Linked DNA regions of Rattus norvegicus: region 1 is linked to region 2. A link is a contact called in public Hi-C data. All regions are on one chromosome and are shown on one strand. The core of a region is the stretch at or near the end of the contact, and the rest is flanking DNA. Distances in the headings are between cores, read along the strand shown.

What was found. A called contact is a pair of places that touch in the nucleus more often than the background predicts.
Region 1: a Hi-C map of kidney shows a contact between it and region 2, with 5 times the contacts expected there. The contact joins two enhancer-like sites. A contact is called at or near these places in 2 of 12 Hi-C or Micro-C datasets (the A7r5 cell line and kidney).

Annotation. Positions count from the first base shown.
Region 1 is chr1:127,327,629-127,331,685 of GRCr8, forward strand. It overlaps Fan1 (FANCD2 and FANCI associated nuclease 1), which reads right to left. Exons shown (of 13, transcript NM_001191633.1): 13 at 2,388-2,857. The coding sequence ends at 2,720. Among named protein-coding and RNA genes, the nearest start is that of Fan1, 27 kb to the right of the region's middle. Within about 2 kb of position 1,848, at least 1 of the 93 cell types and tissues checked has an H3K27ac peak or open chromatin away from gene starts, as enhancers often do. A contact at or near this core is called in kidney, where this site is marked.
Region 2 is chr1:126,872,324-126,876,106 of GRCr8, forward strand. No RefSeq gene overlaps it. Among named protein-coding and RNA genes, the nearest start is that of Klf13, 74 kb to the right of the region's middle. Within about 2 kb of position 1,793, at least 3 of the 93 cell types and tissues checked have an H3K27ac peak or open chromatin away from gene starts, as enhancers often do. A contact at or near this core is called in kidney, where this site is marked.

The DNA.
Region 1 (4,057 bases), core at 598-3,097, 460 kb after region 2:
ACCTTCAATGAAGGAAGCTGATGAGAGACAGATGGGTGAGCAGTATGGAGTGTGGTGTAGCAGTATATGAGAATCAAATCATTTCTGGGGGCCTTAGGAGGTTCAGGGGACTCAGGAAATGGACAGAATGCCACACGACTGGGAAAGTGCTCACAAGCTTCTCAAAATCCTGTCTGCAGTACTTTAAGATGGGGTAAACGGCTGCTGGCAGAGAGGAGACTCTGTACAGAGCCGCCTGACCCCAGGCTGTGCAGAGTCGGGTTCCAGCTCCCAGGAGTGTCGCCTGGGTGGGAGGTGGGCTTTCAGGGGGTACGGCTGCTTTTGTGAGTCATCTTTGTTCTATCACCCACACTTCTGTTAGTAACCCCAATAAAAATTCATCGGTTTACCAAGATAAGCAAGCAAACAATAAATATAACAAATGGGACCTCATGAAACTGAGAAGCTTCCGCACGGCAAAGGACACTGCCGTCCAAAGCGGCAGCCTAGAGAGAGGGAAAAGGAGCCTTACCAACTTCACATCCAGTAGCGGACTAAGAACCAAAATATAGGAAGAACTCAAAAACAAGGGTTCATGAAAACATGACACGATTAAAAACTGAGACACAGATCTGCACACTGGACGACTGACGAGGAAACTCAAATGGTGGAGAGTGCGTGATAAGCTAGCCAGGTGTGTGGCAGAATCCTGAGACCCAGCACTTGGTAGTGAAGGTAGAGGAGTTCGAGGCCAGCATGGGTGACCTAAAGCCCTACTCCAAATCTGCCCCTGTCAATCAAGCAAAAGCCAGCTGCCAGCAGGCAGGGACAGACAGCTGGTTTTGTCATGCTGCCTGAACCCTCCTAAAGTTCTTTCTGCAGACACTGGATCCAGGTGGCTTCCGACTCTTCCTCATCTGCCTGTGAGGGCCTCCTTCTTAGGACCTTTCTGCACAGAGGGGAGATGAAAATCTGAGACAGCTGCATTTTATTTTTTAATGTAAGCGATCAGAAAAACCGGTATCACTTAAAAAAAGTGTGTGTGTGTGTAATATATATATACATACATACAAACATTTGCTGTTGAAAACTATTTCTGACACTTCAACTGAAATACTCCAGATCCTTCCTCACTTGAAATAATTTGTTTCACCCCCACTGCCGCCGAGATCAGTTTTGGGAGTCAGAGTGGCTATTTCTTTCATACCTGCCAATAGAATTATTGCAATGCCCACCTCCAAACATCACACAAATTTAAACAAAGCCCACTGAGTGTTGTTAATGTCTTAAACACGTTTTTATTTATTGTGTGTAGATGAGTATGTGTATACTGTGGCACACAAGGTGAAGTTCAGAGGTCAATTTCGGAGTCTGTTCCCTCCTGTGTGGGTCTTAGGCTTCACTAGGCCTGGGAACCAGTGCCTGTGCCTCCCCAACACATCAACCCGTGTGTTTATCATCTGCTTGTTCCACAGTGCAGAGTGGCCAGAGCACTCATAATGAGCTTCTTTTCCTTTTTTTGAGACAGTCTCACTTTGTAGCCTGGTCTGACCTTAAACTCAAGGTAATCCTCCTGCCTCAGCCTCTCAAATGCTGGGATTACAGGTGTGAGCCCCCACTCCCAGCTACATAATGTGCTTTGACTAGCAGAAACATTTTCACTCTCTAAATGAAGGCCTCCCCCTTCTCCATCCTCTAGTAACTGTACTGTAGTTTCTACATTCCTGTCCTCCCCCACAGCTTCCTAGTGACCATGGGAGCCACGGTCACATATTACCTCCCTGGCTTTTAAACTTCTAGACCTGGCACTCGGGAGCCAGTCGCCTCATGAAGTAACCTGATAGGCAGCTCCTTGGCACATGCGCGGCAGAGCACAGGTCTCGCTGTGAGCGCTGGGACTGGGCTCAGCGAGGTGAGCAGTAGGAAGCGCGGTCAGTACAGAGCGGACTTCACTTTCAAGAATGGGATATTTCACTTTTTTTTTTTTTTTATGAGGTAAACCATCTCACAGTCAGCTGAGAGCAGAGTGAGGCTCCAGACCAACCTTTGACCAAGTCAGAATACCTCAGGAGGGCATTTTTGACCAAGTCAGAGTACCTCAGGAGGGCATTTTTGACCAAGTCAGAGTACCTCAGGAGGGCATTTTTTCCCCTAACATCTTGGCACAGGTTTTTAATCACACATAATCCAAAAGCTCGAAGCTGGATACGGATTGTGATATCTCACCTGAAGTACTCTGGATCCTTCCTCCCTTTAAATAAGGAATTTGGTTTTGGTTGTTCTTACTTTTCCCCCTAAGGAAATTAAACTTCCTATGGGCTCTGCCCTTCTTGGATAACCATGAGAGAACCCCAGTTCAAGGGTTGCACTGCCAGTACATTTAGTAGAGAAGCTCAAGTGTCAACTAAAGTCCACCATGTTCATTTTCCCTCTGGCTTTTTTTTTAAAAGCTTAACAACATGGAGGCAGTCAGCTCCTACAGCTCCCATGCAGACTTCTACATTTTCAACAGTCCACCCGCCCATCTCAGGTGTCGGGCAAGCCAAAGTGGACACAGTGCAAATAGCTTTATCCTCTTGACAGTCTTGTCCCAGTGGATGGCCAGATGTCCCCTGTGTGACATTTTTATCCGACTGAAGGTCTTATCCCAGTGGATGGCCAGATGTCCTCAGTGTGACATTTTTATCCACTTGAAGATCTTGTCCCAGTAGATGGCCAGATGTCCCCAGTGTGACATCTTTCAGCCAAGACCTTTGCTCTTAGCACCAACTGCAACCACATGGCATACTTCTACGTCTGCCCCCAGCTTTTGTAGTTCATCCAGCCAGATCATCTGCTTACATGACAGGCGATCACTGGGGCCTTTAACTTCCACCAGCTGCAAGAGAAGTTTCCAGACTCATCAACATCTTACTGTTACAGAAAGGGACCCAATGAGCTATAGTCACTTAAACTGTTGCCTATAGAGATGGGTCAGTCTACAGCACTGTGCACATTTACAACAAATAGATATGGAACTAAGACATTCCCGGGCAAATTATTCTGTGGTAACCAGACAGTTCTTGAGGAAACCGAGTACTAGCAACTGAAGCAGTTTTAAGGTGCACACTGGGTTGCTGCTCCCTACTTTAACCTCCCAATTTGTTATGTTTGCATCTGAACATAAACTTCGTATTGCAATGCAAAGAAGGACCTGGTCCCTGCCAGACTGTCCCAAGGCTTCATTCCCTCCAGTCTTATTCCCACCCATGACCACATATGCATTTGCTGAAGACCCGTCTCTCTGTCTCTCACATGCATTGTTTCTTATGACTCAGGGTTCCGCTAATCTCATTCAGAGGTGCACTTTCTCATTTACTGTACAGCCAAACTGTTTCTTTTCTGGATGTTTTAAAAAGACTGCAGGTGGGGAGTTACCAGAGGACAACTTGCAGTCTGGCAATTTAACTCAGGTTGTTAGGCTTGGTGGCAACCATGTACCCACTGAGCAGGAACCCAAGGCAGGATCTGGAGACAGAAACTGATGCAGAGGCCATGGAGGGGTGCTGCTTACTAGACTGCTCTCATGGCTTGCTCAGCCTGCTTTCTTACAGAACTCGGGACCAGAGGGGTGGCAGTCATCCTGTGATGCTAACATGCTGGAGGTCACGATGGGGTTCCCAGAGCAGGCTGGCTACCTAGACAAGCATACCTAAATCGGTGTGCTCTTGGTTCAGTGAAGAGACATATGCTGGAAAGGCATTGAGGAAGAAACCCAGTGTCAACCTCAAGCCTCCATGCACACTCATCTGAGCACATATATACCCACAGTCATACATGTGAGCACCCCTCCCCCGCAACACACATATACACACACACATGAGACTCAATTATAGGCTGCTTGGCTAGGGAAATACTTTAGTCAGTAAAGTGTCTGCCATGCAAGCCTAACAACTTGATTTTGATCCCCAGAGCCCATGAAGAAAGCGAGGCATCGTGGTGCACACTTGGTATCCCAGTGCTTGGAGTCGGGTGGATATGGATCTCCAGGCTGTGTGAGGGGTAGTGCGACTGAAGGGCAGCAAGCGCTCCAAGAAGA
Region 2 (3,783 bases), core at 543-3,042:
TCTTTGTCGTGTCTGGGTCATTTGACCAGGTCTGGATGTTCTTCCATATTGTCATTAGGGGTCACTCCTGTGGGGTGTGTACCATTCGGAGGTGACATACTATTGTGTTTTGGTTCTTCTTGTGTGTTCAGATTTGCACATCTAGAGTTTGTTGGTTTCTTTCTTGCTTGCTTGCTCAATTCGCCTTTCTTCTTTAACCAGGGGTGTTTATAATGCTCAGGGTAGCGCTACTTTATAGCTGGGTTGGGATCAGGTATTATATAACTGTCTGTCTGGTATCTGGGGACACAGCCTCTATCCAGCTTTTCTATGGCTCTGCTACAGTCTGCCGCTGCCTTTAGCAGTTTGCTCAAAGAGACTGGCACAAGTTCCCCTGGCAGTGTGAACTGGCCCTATGTCTGAAGGACAGATAGGACCATTGGAGGGTCCCAGTCAAGCACCTAGAAGAACTCTGAAATTCTGGGTCATATGTGATGACTGGAGAGTACCTGACTGGGATTGGACTGACAACTGGAAATGGGGTGGGATGAGAGGAGGTGCGTGTTCATGGAAAGTATCCTGAGGAGTAGGACAACCCAAATGGATGGGGAAGGGAAGGAGACTGCAGATAACCTATCTGGGTCAATGCCACACGTGGTGGCTGCAGAACCCTTAGCAGCAAGTAGGATTGGGTCTGTTTTTCTGGCTTTATAGGGGTCTCAGAGGTAAGAGTTCAAGAGTTCTTCTTGAATCTCAGAAGAGACTTCAAATTGGACTTTTAAACAATATCGGAGGTCTAAGATTCTGAGGACTTTGGGAGTGGGATGGCTATGTCATAGTGGGAAGAACTATGGCCTTCTTATTGCCATCGCCTTGGGTGTCAGAGTGACAAGGGGTACACTTATGATGATTAGCCTTACAAATGTAGTAGTATTTAGAATAACCTAGAGGACATATCTTGGGGCATATTCATGAAAGGTTTCCAGAGAGATTTAACTGAGGAAGAAAGACTCACCCTGAATATGGGCACCACCATTCCATAGAATTGGGTCTTGAATTGAATTAAAGGAGAGAAATAAGTAAGCCAGCCAGGCATAAGCATCACCCTTTCTCAGCTTTCTCCTTGACACTACAGACCAAGCTGCTTCCTCTCTGGTGCCTTCCTCTGAGCCATAACTACAATAAAATTTTCCTTCCTTAAGTGGCTTTGTGTCAGGTATTTGGTCTCAGCATAAGAAGAGCAGCCAAGGTGTGAGCTGTACTCTTACCAGACCCTTGGGTTGTTGGTCTTTTGTTTTCACTACTGTGGTATTGCTTGCTTTTCTTCTAGTGTTTCTGTGAGATTGTCTTCAAGTCCACCTTGGCCACTGAGAACACCCCCATCTCTGTGGTGGTGATGGTGGTCTTCATTCCTCATATTTCCACTTGATTCTGCAGTTTCCACCTCTCTGCTGAAATAACTCATCTAATCTTGAATATTGCCACTTTTCCTTTAAAGGTTTAACATGTTAGTGACTTTTTACATGTTAAAAAAAAGTAGCATTTTTTTCTTCAAAAATCAGATAAAGTAAATAATTTTCATTCTGGAAAGTGGAATATTTTATATTTTACTTAATTAATATCTAAATTAATTAGTGTGTGTGTGTGTGTGTGTGTGTGTGTGTGTGTGTGTGTGTGTGTGTACATGCACTACAGTGCACTCATGAAGGTTAGAAGACAATCTTGCAGTAGTTAGAGCTCTCCTTATACCAAGTGGAGATCAAACTCCAGTCATCAGTCTTGGTAGCAAGCACCTTTACCCTGAGAGTCATCTCTCCTTTTGATAGATCATTAATAGAGGTGTTCTCTTCACTAGGCCAGGATTTGGGCTAAGTGAGAGGTTTAACACACTGGTGTCTTCACCCCACAATGTAACACAGTTTCTGCTCTGTAACACCTTTATTTAGGTGAGTGCTACTGCAGGGTTTTTGCTAGGTCTTTTATACCAGTGTCACATACAGAAGACACTATGTGTTTCTTCTCCCAGCTTATGGCTTTTCACTCTGTACTATAGAATGGGGCAAGATGGAGAAGATGTTATCACACCACTAAGAACCTGTCAAGTCTTTTTGCTCTTCCTCATGGGCTCCAGAGGAGTTGGTTTTATTGTTTAATTTCAGATATCTAAGAAAATGTAGAGTATGGTGGTCTATTCGCTTTGGCAAGCTGGATTTCTCACCTGCCTGCTGCCTTATTAGAGAGCCAGTTTTCCTCTAGAGCACTGAAGTTCCCAAGTACAGTGTCTTGTGACCTGAACACACAGACTATTGGCACTTCCCATTGCTTTTCTCTCATCTGATTGCTTCATGGTAGGTTAAGCAACAATGGGGAAAAATGAATAAATAAGTGGGTAGCTGGGTGACAGAAGGATGAGGAATATCTGTGTATAGACAGTCACCATCTTCCATGCTCTTGGTTCAATTTTTCAAAGACCCTTTTTTTGCCATTGGTATTGGTTAGAGTTATCTAAAAGAACAGAACTGATAGTATGGAGGGATAGATGATAGATAGATAGATAGATAGATAGATAGATAGATAGATAGATAGATAGAAGTAGGTAGACATACATACATACTACATAGTGTGATGGTTTGAATAGGTATGATCCCCATAGATTCATGTGTCTGAGTGCTTGGTCCATGGGAGTGTCACTATTAGAAGGTGTGGCCTTGTTGGAGTAGGTATGGCCTTGTTGAAGGAAGTGTGTCACTGTGAGGCAGTCTTTGAGGTCTTCTATGCTCAACTCTGCCCAGTATGGACTACAGTCCCCTTTCAGCTGCTTTCAGATTAAGATGGAGAAATCTGGGCTCCTCCATCATCCTGTCTATCTGCAGGCTGTCATGCTTCCCTCCATGATGATGGACTAAACTACTGTAAACTGTAAGACAACTCCAAATTAAATGTTTTCTTTTATAAGAGTTGCCTTGGTCATGGTGTATCTTCACAACAAGGAAACCTAAACTAAAACAGACAGACAGACATGATACAGACAATGTGGTCATAGATAAGAGATGCAATAGCGAGGTAGATGGAAGAGAAAGTGATGTGATAATGAAGCAGGGGTCACAGGAGATTTGAACGTCACCTTGAAGTCAGAGAAGAGGCCACCAGCCAAGGAACAAAAGTGACTCCTAGATGTTGGGAAAGGTGAGAAGTCACCTTCTATAGAAGTCCTGCTAGCTCCTCATTTTGGGACTTCTGATCTCTGTAGCTAGGCAACATAACACAGCCGAGTTGTTTCAAGCCTACAATCTCAGAAAGGTTTGTCCCAACAGTGGTAGGAGTCAGGACACCGCCCTTCCAATCTCAGTGGCTGTTCAATCTCTCTAAACTCCTGCTCAGCGCATTTGGATCTCTCACTCGATATGTAAGTCCATCTGTCTCCTCGGACTGTCTGTCTTTTACACACACACACACACACACACACACACAGAGAGAGAGAGAGAGAGAGAGAGAGAGAGAGAGAGAGAGAGAGAGAGAGGCATATACACCCAGGAATGCATGTATATATGCACACACACACACACACCACACACTGGAGAATTGTGTTGCATGCATTTCCCATCTTTCCCTCAGTGTTTTAATTTTGACAGTGGTACCTTCCTTCACTCACCCTTCTCTGCTGTTTCCTCTCTGCAGCTTCTGCTCTGGTTTTATGGATACAATATCCCCGCCTGTCTCTGAGGTGATAATTTCGACTCACTGACCCATTTCCTCCAGGAGCAGCATTTGCTCTGGCTGGCCCTTCCATCGTGTGGTTGTCAT